Regions from separate parts of the Mus musculus genome. Here region 1 is linked to region 2. Evidence: chromatin contacts called from public ChIA-PET data. All regions are on one chromosome and are shown on one strand. Each heading gives the region's core, a stretch centred on a gene start, on an enhancer-like site or on the middle of the called end of the contact. The rest is flanking DNA. Distances are from core to core; before and after follow the strand shown. Region 1 overlaps D430041D05Rik (RIKEN cDNA D430041D05 gene). Region 2 holds the start of A930018P22Rik (RIKEN cDNA A930018P22 gene).

Region 1 (5,601 bases), core at 1,647-4,146, 50 kb before region 2:
GGTCCTGGGGAGTACCACTGCAGGGTATGAATTTGGGGGTCACAATTTCATTCCATAATGGTCCTTTCTCTGTTGCACATTCCAAGCCCTTTCCTACCGTAAGACTTTCTGTTAGACTGCCCTGTAGTAAGTACATAGCCAGCCCCTTTGCCTTCAGGTCTTCGGTAATATCACCTCCTTAGGCAGATCTTCCTTGAGCAGCCCCCACCAAACCAGCTATGCTGTTCCAACCCATTTTATTTCTTTTATCATGGTGAAACTGATATATTATAGTAAACTGTTCATATCTGCAGTAAATGGGCATACCCTTGTGACCATCAGCCTAATCAAAATACGAAACATTTTCCTCTCTCTCATACACCCCAGATAGTTCCCTCTCTCTTCTTTCAAGCACTACCTGTCCAGGGGCGACTGCCTATCTGATATCCACCATCACAGCCCTGCTTCTCCTGGACTCTTCTAAATGAATTGTTGAGTACGTACTATGTGTCTGACTTCTCCAGATCAGCTTCGCCTATCCCACTGCATTACCAGTGTCTTGTTCTTTTCTATTACTGTTCTCATAAAAACCCAATGCCTTGTGCTTATTCGTCACCCTATTGTGGGATATTCAGGTTGTTTTCACTTTAGACCTAGTATGAAGAATACGCTGAGAACTTAGCTATGTTGTAAACATGCCCTCATCTGTTTCAGACAACCCAGAATAAAGTTGCTGGCTTGTAGAGTAGATACACAGGTCTGACTTTTTTTCTAAACTGCAAACCTAGAAAGCATCAAACCGTTTCCCTCTCGCCAGCAATGACTATTCAACCCTATTTCTCTGCCTCACCAGCATTCACTGTTATTAGACTGTTTTTATTTAACTCATTCTACTGAATCTGAAGGGATACAATTTTCCCAGTTACTGATGATACCTGCAAATTGGACATTTTGATAATGTCCTTTGTTGAGGTATCTTTTCAAGCATAATGTACCATTTTTAAACTGGATATCTCTTATTCATTTATCAATGTCATTTACATATCCTGAATATAGATTCTAATATTTTCTGCTGGTCAGTAGCTCATCTTTCCATTAGTGTATTTTTTTCAAAACTAGTTATTAATTTTGTTGAAGACTTCAGGCTACAAAATATTCCCCAAGGCCAAACAGTAGGACTAAGTTTGTGAAGTAGTTTCATATGTCCTATGGAGTCCCTAGCAGAGCTATAATGTCCCTCAAATTTGTTCCCAGGGAGTTTCAGAAAGAAACTGAGGTCACATAAATTTTTACCCACTGTGTAGGCAGCCTTGCTGTATGAGACTCCCTTGCTCTTTGGAAAATAACATGTAGGGCCCAAGAGTTGACTCAGTAATAAGGAATACATTCTGCTCTTCAAGTGGACCCAGGACCAATTCCCAGAATGCACCTGGCCACTCACAACTGTCTGTAACTCAGGTTCTAGGGGATCCAACTCCTTCTGACCTCTGCAGGCATGAACACAGTGCGCGCATGCACACACACACACACACACACACACACACACCTAGGCAAAATACTTCAACACATAAAATAATAAAGAAACCAAATATAGAAAGTTCTTTTAAAGAAAGAAAACAGTGTGATTAGAACTGCAGGTGATTGTCCTGTGTGAGGGCAGCAGAGCACCCAAAACCAGGGCCCCTGTGTTCAGGGGAGAAAGAATGGTCTTGATTTCTTCTATAGGTTGTAATCTACCACGAGAAAATTCATAACTACCCCAAACCTTAAATATATGCATATTCTCTATACCAACAATTTCACTTGTGTGAATTTAGCCTAGGGGTAAACACATGGCTATATACAAGTTTAGTCACAAGAATATCTTTTACAGCTTGCTTTATATAGTGAGATATCAGATGACCATCGAAAAGAGTAGGCTATATTAAGTATAATCTTAAAATTCCATATAATATGGTTATGAAATTCTTTAAAATATTTCTTATGAGTGATATTCATTGACATATAATATTATATATAGTACTTATATAATAATAATATATAGACACACAAATGTGTATTTTTTAAGCTTTACATGGGGCTGGAGAGATGGCTCAGCAGTTGAGAGCATTTGCTGTTCTTCCAGCGCCCACATCAGATTGACTTACAACCACCTGGACTCCATTTGCAAAGGTTCCAACACCCTCTTCTGGCCTCTGAGGGCACCTGCATGCATGTGGCATATCCTCACACAGACACACATACATACACATAAATAAAAGTTAAATAAACTTTTTAAAACTTTACATATTTGTATCCATTTACATACATGTGTCCGCTTATTTTCTGTTTATAAAATCGTAATACAGACAGGATATTTTGAAAGAGTATCTAAACCAAAGAACTATGCTAACAGCAGTAATTTGTAAACATCTCTAATCCTCAATTCATATTTTTCATGTGATATCATACTCAGAGGTCATGTTGGTTAGTTTTATGTCGTATTAGCTAGCACAAGCTAGTCATCTGGGAAAAGGGACTCTCGACTGAGAAAGTGTCTCCAGAATGTTGGACTATAGATGAGTCTACTTAGCACTTTCTGAGTTAGTGCTTGATGTGGGCATGCCCAGCTCACTGTGTGTGGTGACAGCTTGGGCAGATGGCCCTGGTTACAACAATAGCAGGCTGAGCACCATCCATAGAGAACAAGCCAGTGTCTGTTATTCCTTCTCTGCTTTCGGTCCTCTCTCCAGGTTTCTGCCTTGAGGGCCTGACCTGACTTCCTTTGATGGTGGGTTGTAAAGTGAAGATCAAGTCAAACGAACCCTTTCCACCAGTTTGCTTTTGGCCATGATATTTATCATAGCAGGAGAACCCCTGACTAAGATGTGGTCCTTTTTAAGTTCTCTCCTTCACACGTCACAGCTACTTTTGTTCTTCTCTAGAAAACGCCTACTTTAAAAACCCTGCAGTCCACACCCTTCCTCTCTCAAGTTTGCTGCCCCCACTTCCTGTTCTCTATCACAAAAACCAGAGGATTTGATGTCGGAGTACGAGTGCCTTAGAAGGGAAGGCTGTCACGGGCAACGTGTCATTCTCTGTTCTGTCTGGGGTCGGGGATTGGAGGTGTTGGGCATTTATGATCTATAACCTCTTCCCTATGCATAGAAACATTTGGAAGGACATACACAGAGGTCACAGTGTTAGCTGTAGTCATTCTGGCAGATTACAATGGGTTTGATTTTCTTTGTTTGGCTTATCTGTGCGTTCTATTTCTTATTATTAGCAGCCATTCCTTCATTGTTTTTTCTCCTTTCAGAATTTCTAAAGTATACTTCGATTAATACACACACACACACACACATACACACACACACACACACACACACAAATAATTTCCCAGGATTTTTCACTAGGAAGTTGAGAAGTAAATACGCTAACTTGCAGGTTAAATAGCCTTAAATATACATTCTCATTCCCAAATACGACTCCAGACAGACTCTGCACTCAAGCCCACCATCAATGTGGGAAGGCTTCATATGTGTATGTCTAAGCATAAGACATCATAAGTGAACAGAAGGGAAGGGAAGGGGCAAGGGCCAAGTAAACCAGTGGTCACAGTACCGCCATCTGAAAATGGACACATCTGTTTTATGTACCTGTGAGGCTAAGCAAGGCAATACATGCGGTAGACTCCTCCTCACAGGGCAAGCATAGCACAGGTCCTCAAGCAAACGTGAACACCCGCTATATGGATTTCTTTCACTTAGCAGCTGATCAATGGCTTCAGACATAGAGCTCTGGATTGAGGGCTATGGATGGCATAACCCAGACGGAACCCCAGAGGAGTTCATAACCCCCAAGGAGCAGTTGGGAACAGCTAACTGCTTATTGACAGATATTGCTGAGAAGCACTTCTGCTTATATAGTGATGCATCTATCCTCATGGTCTCTGAGACAATCTTAGTAATTATTGTATCTCTGTCCTTGTCTCAGAAGACTGTTCCTGCTTTGATCAGAGCACACACCTATGGGATGGGAAAAGTTCTGTTTGTGTGTGTACAGTGGACGAGGGCTTTGTTTGACTTTTCAGTGCCTTATCTTTCTCATCTGTACAATAAAAATAATCATACGTGTTAATATTGCAGTAGGTTATCGTAAGAGTTAAAATGTCAGTGTATGCAAAGCTCTGGGAACAATACCTGGCATGTCAGCTTCTCACCTCTGCCAGCTTATAGTCATTGAAGGATAGTCCTTTGGGGTCAGGTCACAATTTTACTAATTGCTGTCTCCTTAACACAGCCTAAAGAGCAACTAAGGCTGAAAGCGGTATTTGTCCCATTAAAACCAGAACAAGCATGACCCCCTTCTGCAGGCAGAGGGTTTGGAAGGTGTTTCCCTTCCTAGGTGGACATCAGATGACTCAAAGGACTGTGGTGTTAGGAGGGATGTGGCCCTTCCTAGGACAGTTGGAATTCATGAGACAGTGTCTTAGTTGGGGTTTCTGTCGCTGTGACGGAACACCGTGAGCACGGCATCTGGGGGACAAGGGTGTTTATTTTGCCCTACACTTCACGGCCCTGTTCATTACTGAGGGAAGTCAGGGCAGTGTCTACTTCCCTGTACCAAAGGCAGTGCTAACCTTCACTAACCCAATTCAGAGCGGTGCCCTGCTCACCCCCACCACCACCCCACCCCACACATTGCACAGCCCCACCCCAAGGATCTTAAGGAGGAGATGAAGGGTAAGGAGCATTACTAAGACCCTTGCCCTGCCTAACACACAACTCTACATTCACACAATATATTTACTTTTCTGACTACAGATGTGTAACAGTACTGAAAAGTGGCAAAAAGTTAGCTCAGCTCACCTCGGTGACATTAATCTCCTTCCTGGGGGTAATCTGGCACCAAATATCCATTCTGTACTAGGAAGAATTGAAAATGTGGGGAGGAAGGCCATGTGGGGGTAGGAACCAGCATTGATGAGCCCAGAGGACAGTGGGATATGCCCAGGTCAACATGCCCACCGCCGGGCAACTTTGAGCAAATCATTTAATTGCTCTGGCCTCAGATTCCTCTCCTTTACAATGGAGCGTGAATTAAAGACCCTTAGGCTTTGAATTCAACTCCAAATGTTCTCTGCTTTATATAGAAACGTTCTTCTAGAAGTCAGATTCATTATTTAGAGGATATCTCCAAACAAAATCTTAACAGCCGGGTGTGCTGGCTTTTAGGAAACCCACTTCCAGCTTGTTTCTTGGGGCCATTTACTTGGAACATTGTTGGCTCCAGCTGCATATGTAGCAGAGGATGGCCTTGTTGGTCATCAATGGGAGGAGAGGCCCTTGGTCCTGTGAAAGCTCTATGCCCCAGTATAGGGGAATGCCAGGGCCAGGAAGCTGGAGTGGGTGGGTTGGTGAGCAGGGAGAGGGAGGAGGGGATAGGGGGTTTTCAGAGGGAATCAGCATTTGAAATATAAATAAAGAAAATATCTAATAAAAAAGAAAAATAAAAAAGAAAACCCACTTCCCAGACAACGATCAAAAGTCCTTTCTCTAAAACTGCCCCAGTGGCATATGTGTCCTCGTATAAAGGGATAATTTTATGTTCTATCCCATGACCTGCTTTTGTGTATGTTAA
Region 2 (5,129 bases), core at 619-3,118:
ATCTAAGCACTAACACCTAAGGAGGCAGCTGCCCAGCTCCGGGGGGCGTGGGGGGCAGCTCCTCAGGAGCAGGAGGCCGACTTTCCAGGTTGCCTGCTCATCTTCAGTCCTTGTAATTTTTCATCTTTCAGCGCCTTCAGGAATTTATCTGTAGGAGAGCAAAACAGACTCAGCTGTGGCTGGGTTTTCAGGGTCTTCCTATATAGCTCCAGGTGGCTCTGGAACTCTTGATCCCTCCGCCTCAGCCTCCTAAGTACTGGGATTCCAGGCATGTACCATCTACACCCTGAGAAGCAATTTACTAACTTCCAGAGCAAGATTCTGAGAAGTAATTATGCACGACCCTAAAATCTCCTAGAAGCCCAACCTTATCTAACTCACACATCTGAAAAGGCCATTTCTGGGGACTTTTTCCTCCCGCGGCTATGTATGTCTCCTGCAGAGATGAATTAGAGAGCATCCCAATGACCATGCATACCTACGTGTATCTTTTTTTTCATACTTCACCCCACTATGTGGCAGAGAGGACCAATTTAACCTGTTGTGCTGCAGAGGTGAAATTATCTTTCCAGAGCCATGTGCCTTCCTCTAATAGTCCAATTCAAGCCTTAGAACAGGGGGTGAATCAGGATAGCCTCAGGCTACTAATTCCTGAGCAATTTAATTAGTCCTTCTGGAAATATGGCTGGCTCTAACTGCCTTACTGTCCGCTAGAGAGGCATCTGTTCATATACCAGAGGATTCCTGCTTACATCAGCACTTGTTCTGCTCTGATGTGGATCCCCAAAACCTCAGACTTTAGACCAGATGTCAAAGTCCAAGATCTTGTCCGAGGGTTTGGGGCCCAGGGAAGGGCAGAGGCCAAGGCTCCTCAGTGAATGACTGTGGGGCTTCAAGGTCTGGGCGATTCTTATGATCTCCTTCCACCCACAGACCCAGCTTAAGATTTGAATACTGAAGATTAATGTCTCTAGAGATAGGGAGCCTGTTGTGGGTGGAGCTCTAGATTACAGAAATGTGGTCTTACTGTGTAGGACTGCTAAATTTAAGAAGAGTGTGCTTCAGGTGTGAAGAGTCAGTGTCAAATTACTTCAAGGGCTAGCCCCTAAGGGTTTAAAACTAAAGGGCTTGAATAGCTCAGGTGTGTGGGGAGGCAGGGGTCGGTTGAAATTCAGCACGTGGGGGTCTGAACCTCTGGAGGACAGATATTTGGGGGTGGAACTCCTAGGGCTGGGGTCACATTCTGTTGCCTGACTCTAGGGGGCAATTAAGGCAGCTAGGATTGGGCTCGTTTGGCAGTCACGCACAGCGCTGGGAGTCGAAGCCGTCCCCAGTGATTGTGAGCAGCTCCAGCTCCTTAATCCGGATCTCTAGCTCGCACAGCTCCTCAGGGTGGGAGGCGGATGCGAGCCAGGGGGTCGTGGAGCCGGGGACCAGGGCCGAAGTTGCCATCTCGGGGCCTGGAGGCGGCGAGTAGAAGAAGCGCAGAGGCTCGTAGGGAATAGAAGCCAGGCCGGACGGCCAGGGAGGAGGACACGGGCGCTCGCTGGGGGGACCCAGGCCAGGCGGCGGCGGCGGCACCGTAGCTGGGGGTGCCAGAGGCAGGGATCGGACCCCCGCTACTCCTGCCACCCCGGCCGCCGGCGTCCCGCCCGCCTTCAGCGGCACGAAGAGCTTCTTCCAGATGTTAAAATCGCTCAGCGGAGACGACGAGATGCCCCGGTCGTAGAGCGACGGAAAGTAGAGGGGCGGGGCCGGCCGCTGGCTCATCTTGGGGTTCTGGCTGCCGCGCCGCCCCTTCGGCATCTTTTGAATGGGAGGCTGCGTGAGAGGAACCCCGCGCCGGGAGACGCGCGCCAAAGCCCCGTGTCTAGGAGTTCGGAGATTCCACAGGCCCCGCCCCGACGGAGCGTGGCCCCACCCTTCGCTCTAGCTACGCCCCTAGGAGGCGGAGCTCTGGAGAGCAGAGGCCCCGCCCCACGAGTCAGCTTCGGGCAAAGCTATCGTCCTTGACCTCTTTTGGTGCAGCTGCTGCCCTGCACTACCCGCCCCAAAATAGCCCAGGCACACTTTAGTCTCGGGCCCTAGACTCCTCCCAGAAGCCTTCAATTCTTTTCTGCTGCTAATACTGCACACAGAGTTGGCCGAGGCTGAGAGAGAAATTCAGCTTTCTCCTTTTATCAGGGAGTGGAAAATATTTCCTAACAACCAGACCCTTTGTCCTAGCAATCTTGACTCATTATTTAGAAACTGAAAAAAAATGTGTGGCTGACTTCATTCTCTACAGAGGGAGAAAAGGAAATTTTTCTGGTAAATGTAGAGATGCTATGGAATATTCTGGAAATGGGGAAGCAGTCTGAGTTTGTAATGACCCTGAGGCAAACAACTTTTTTTTTTTTTTTTTATGAAATGCAGTTTAATTCTCTTCTGAACACATAAGTTATCAGGAGCTGACAGGCAGCAAAACACCAAAAGGAAATTATGGGGCCCACCTCAAACACCACACCCATCCCTGAGAACTGGATGTTCTGTCCAAGAGACATGTACAGCTCATTTTTATGAACTATGAGCCAGTAACTAAGGAGAAGTCAATTTCCTTCAGGCTGCTTACTCTTTTAATGATCACCTGCAGGAATGAGCAGGGAGGGTTGGAGGTCATGGAAGCGCAGGCTCAGCTCCGTGAGCGAACTTGTGTATACAGATATGTGCTAAATACATGGGGTGGGGCAGCAAAAGATGGAGTCTGATATCCAGACTGCTAGTCTTGGGCAAGCAGTTTGACTTGGAGGAGAGGCTGGTTGTTTGCTTTTGTGTAACCCAAGTTGGATTAGAACTTCCCATGTGGTCGGCCACATAATTCCAGCAATCCTCTTGTCTCTCTTACCTGGCAGGCGTCAGAGACGAGCATCACCATGCCTAGCATGTCGCTGGACATGTACATGTTTTCTCTCTTTTCCTTTTTAAGTTTTATTGTGTGTGGAACCATGAGTGTGTGTGTGTGTGTGCACTCAGATGCCCACAGAGGTCAGGAGGATATGGGTGCCGGAGACTGTATCAGATCAGGGTCTTCTGCAGGAGCACTCAATGCTCGTACCGGACTAACCCATTTCAATAGCACTGTTTAGTTGTTTGTAAAATAGGTCTGAGCCCCTCCTCCACCTCCTGCATCAAAGAGCAAAGGATATTTTATTACTCAAACAAGAGGAACCTGAGCTAAATGATGAAATATAAAGTAGGTGTGCTCAAGAGCAGCTTTCCCGTTAGTGAAATATTTATATATGTCATCATCTGCCCCTCATCTAGTTGCTTGCAGATGGTCGCTGGTGAACATGGGCACATTCTGGCTTGTGAACCAAAGAGGGCATCTTTCCCTCCCGCTGCATGACCTGTTGTTTTCTCTTTCTAACTCCAATACATTGCCCTCAAGTTCCCTTTTGTGTCTTGCTTTTAAAATTCTTTCATCTGTGACATCAAGAACCTGTTTTTATAAGGGACTCTGTGTCCCACCATGGCAAGGCTACGGCTGTCTTCCTGGCCTCTGATCTTCAAGTCCCTCTTCCTGGCAGCAGGCTGGCTCTTTCTGGAGGTTGTTTGTGCCATAATCTAAGGGCCATGCTATTCTAAGAAACACAAAACAGCCTTTTATTACTAATCTGAATTAACCATTGTGCTGGTGTGGACATGAGGGCTGGGGTACTCCCATCTCCTTCTCAGTTCCCAGTATTTCAGAAAAACGTTCTCAAAAATGCAGTCCAGCCTTTATGTTTGTTTTCTAGGTAGATGTATTTGTGGAGGTAGCAAAAAATAAAATAAAATAAAATTATCAAGTTAACAAACTTGAAGTTTGAGAGTGAGGCCAGTGGAGTAGAGTATAAAGGCAGCTGGAAGCCCAGACACCCATGGAAACCTCATCAACTGAAAACAAAAAGTTGTGCTGACTTTGGTTGGCTTTCTCCAGCTAGGCTCCATGCCCCATGGTTTCCAGAAACTCCAAAAATAGCACCACCAGCTGAAGTCTACCCAGCCTAAAGCAAAGCCTGTATGGCAACCTTAACAGAACTGAAAGCTTGAGAATTACATCTGGAAAGTGCGGAGCCCTATAGTGGGGCAGGATGGACAGTGCGGCCGGTGGCCAGCAGGTGCTGCTGCTTGGTGTCCCAGTGACGGTGTGGTGCGATCCCAATCCTTTTCCTTTGCTTCCTTCACCCACAGAGGCTGGAGAAAATAAACTCTGGCTTTCCCCGTTCCTCTTGCAGCTCACATTCATTCTTGTAACACTTTCTGGTTACAAGATCCAGATCCAACCAGAATATACAAACAAGAAGACAGACAGTGGGGAGTCTTATAAGAATGATTTTAATTTCCTAGTAAGGAAAACTAAAACACGGTTTTCCCGTCATCTCTTTCTGCCTTGGATGCAGTGCCGGAAGGTCTATAGTGACTGTGTTTGTGAGGGAAAGACCCAGGAATACCACCAATATAGAGCAGCCCAATCAGTGTTGGGCAACTGAAACACAGCTAGCAGCTGCTTATTTCTGGATCATGTGCAGCAACAAAACAATCAGATCTGATTGCACTCTCTCTGAAGTTGGGTTGTCTGTAGTTTGTAGCTGAATACTGGAGAAAGGCGCAGTTTCAAGAACAACAGATTTATTTTGTTTCACTAGTCCTCGAATAGCTTCACTTGGCTGACAGACACTCTGGAGGAAAACATGCCCTGTTCTTTACGTTTTTTGTTGTGGGAGTTTTCATTAATAGTTTCCAAAGACTGATATGATGGATGTGATTTCCCAAAAGGTAACAGAAGTTTCTGTTATTAGAAGGGAGGGACCAGAAACCAAGTGACAAGGAGTCAAACCTCCCGTGGCAGCAGGTCCCTTCAGCATAACCAACGATGCCCAGACTTGCTGCTCACAGCCTCCTATAGCACAGGGCTTTGTTCCCATCAGCTACGCCTTTTCACCAGTAACTGTCTCAGCCAAGTCGCTTTGGTTGCAACAGATAGAAACTTGGTCAAATAAGTTAAAAACTCAGAACATGGGAGAAGGGACTAGTAAGGGGAGGACTTATATAATCCCAGGGCAGAGCTGCTTAAACCCAATAGCCTAGCCTGGGAAGTAGGTACCATC

The links. ChIA-PET counts read pairs in DNA pulled down with a chosen protein or histone mark.
Region 1: a contact with region 2 is called in an RNA polymerase II ChIA-PET map of effector CD8 T cells, with 11 read pairs. The contact joins the enhancer-like site here to the promoter of A930018P22Rik in region 2. A contact is called at or near these places in 1 of 15 datasets of contacts at CTCF or cohesin (CD8 T cells), 6 of 484 Hi-C or Micro-C datasets (the C2C12 cell line, CD4 T cells, CD8 central memory T cells and 3 more), 5 of 115 datasets of contacts at active chromatin or transcription factors (CD8 T cells, effector CD8 T cells, embryonic stem cells and 1 more) and 2 of 9 other capture datasets (adipose tissue and liver).

What each region holds. Positions count from the first base shown.
Region 1 is chr2:104,170,181-104,175,781 of GRCm38.p6, reverse strand. The region is part of intron 16 of D430041D05Rik (RIKEN cDNA D430041D05 gene); the gene reads left to right. Among named protein-coding and RNA genes, the nearest start is that of A930018P22Rik, 50 kb to the right of the region's middle. Within about 2 kb of position 2,896, at least 31 of the 459 cell types and tissues checked have an H3K27ac peak or open chromatin away from gene starts, as enhancers often do. A contact at or near this core is called in CD8 T cells, CD8 central memory T cells, Th1 cells and 1 more, where this site is marked.
Region 2 is chr2:104,119,508-104,124,636 of GRCm38.p6, reverse strand. It overlaps A930018P22Rik (RIKEN cDNA A930018P22 gene), which reads right to left and starts at 1,868. Exons shown (of 2, transcript NM_026634.2): 1 at 1,308-1,868; 2 at 1-148. The coding sequence starts at 1,806. The coding sequence ends at 63.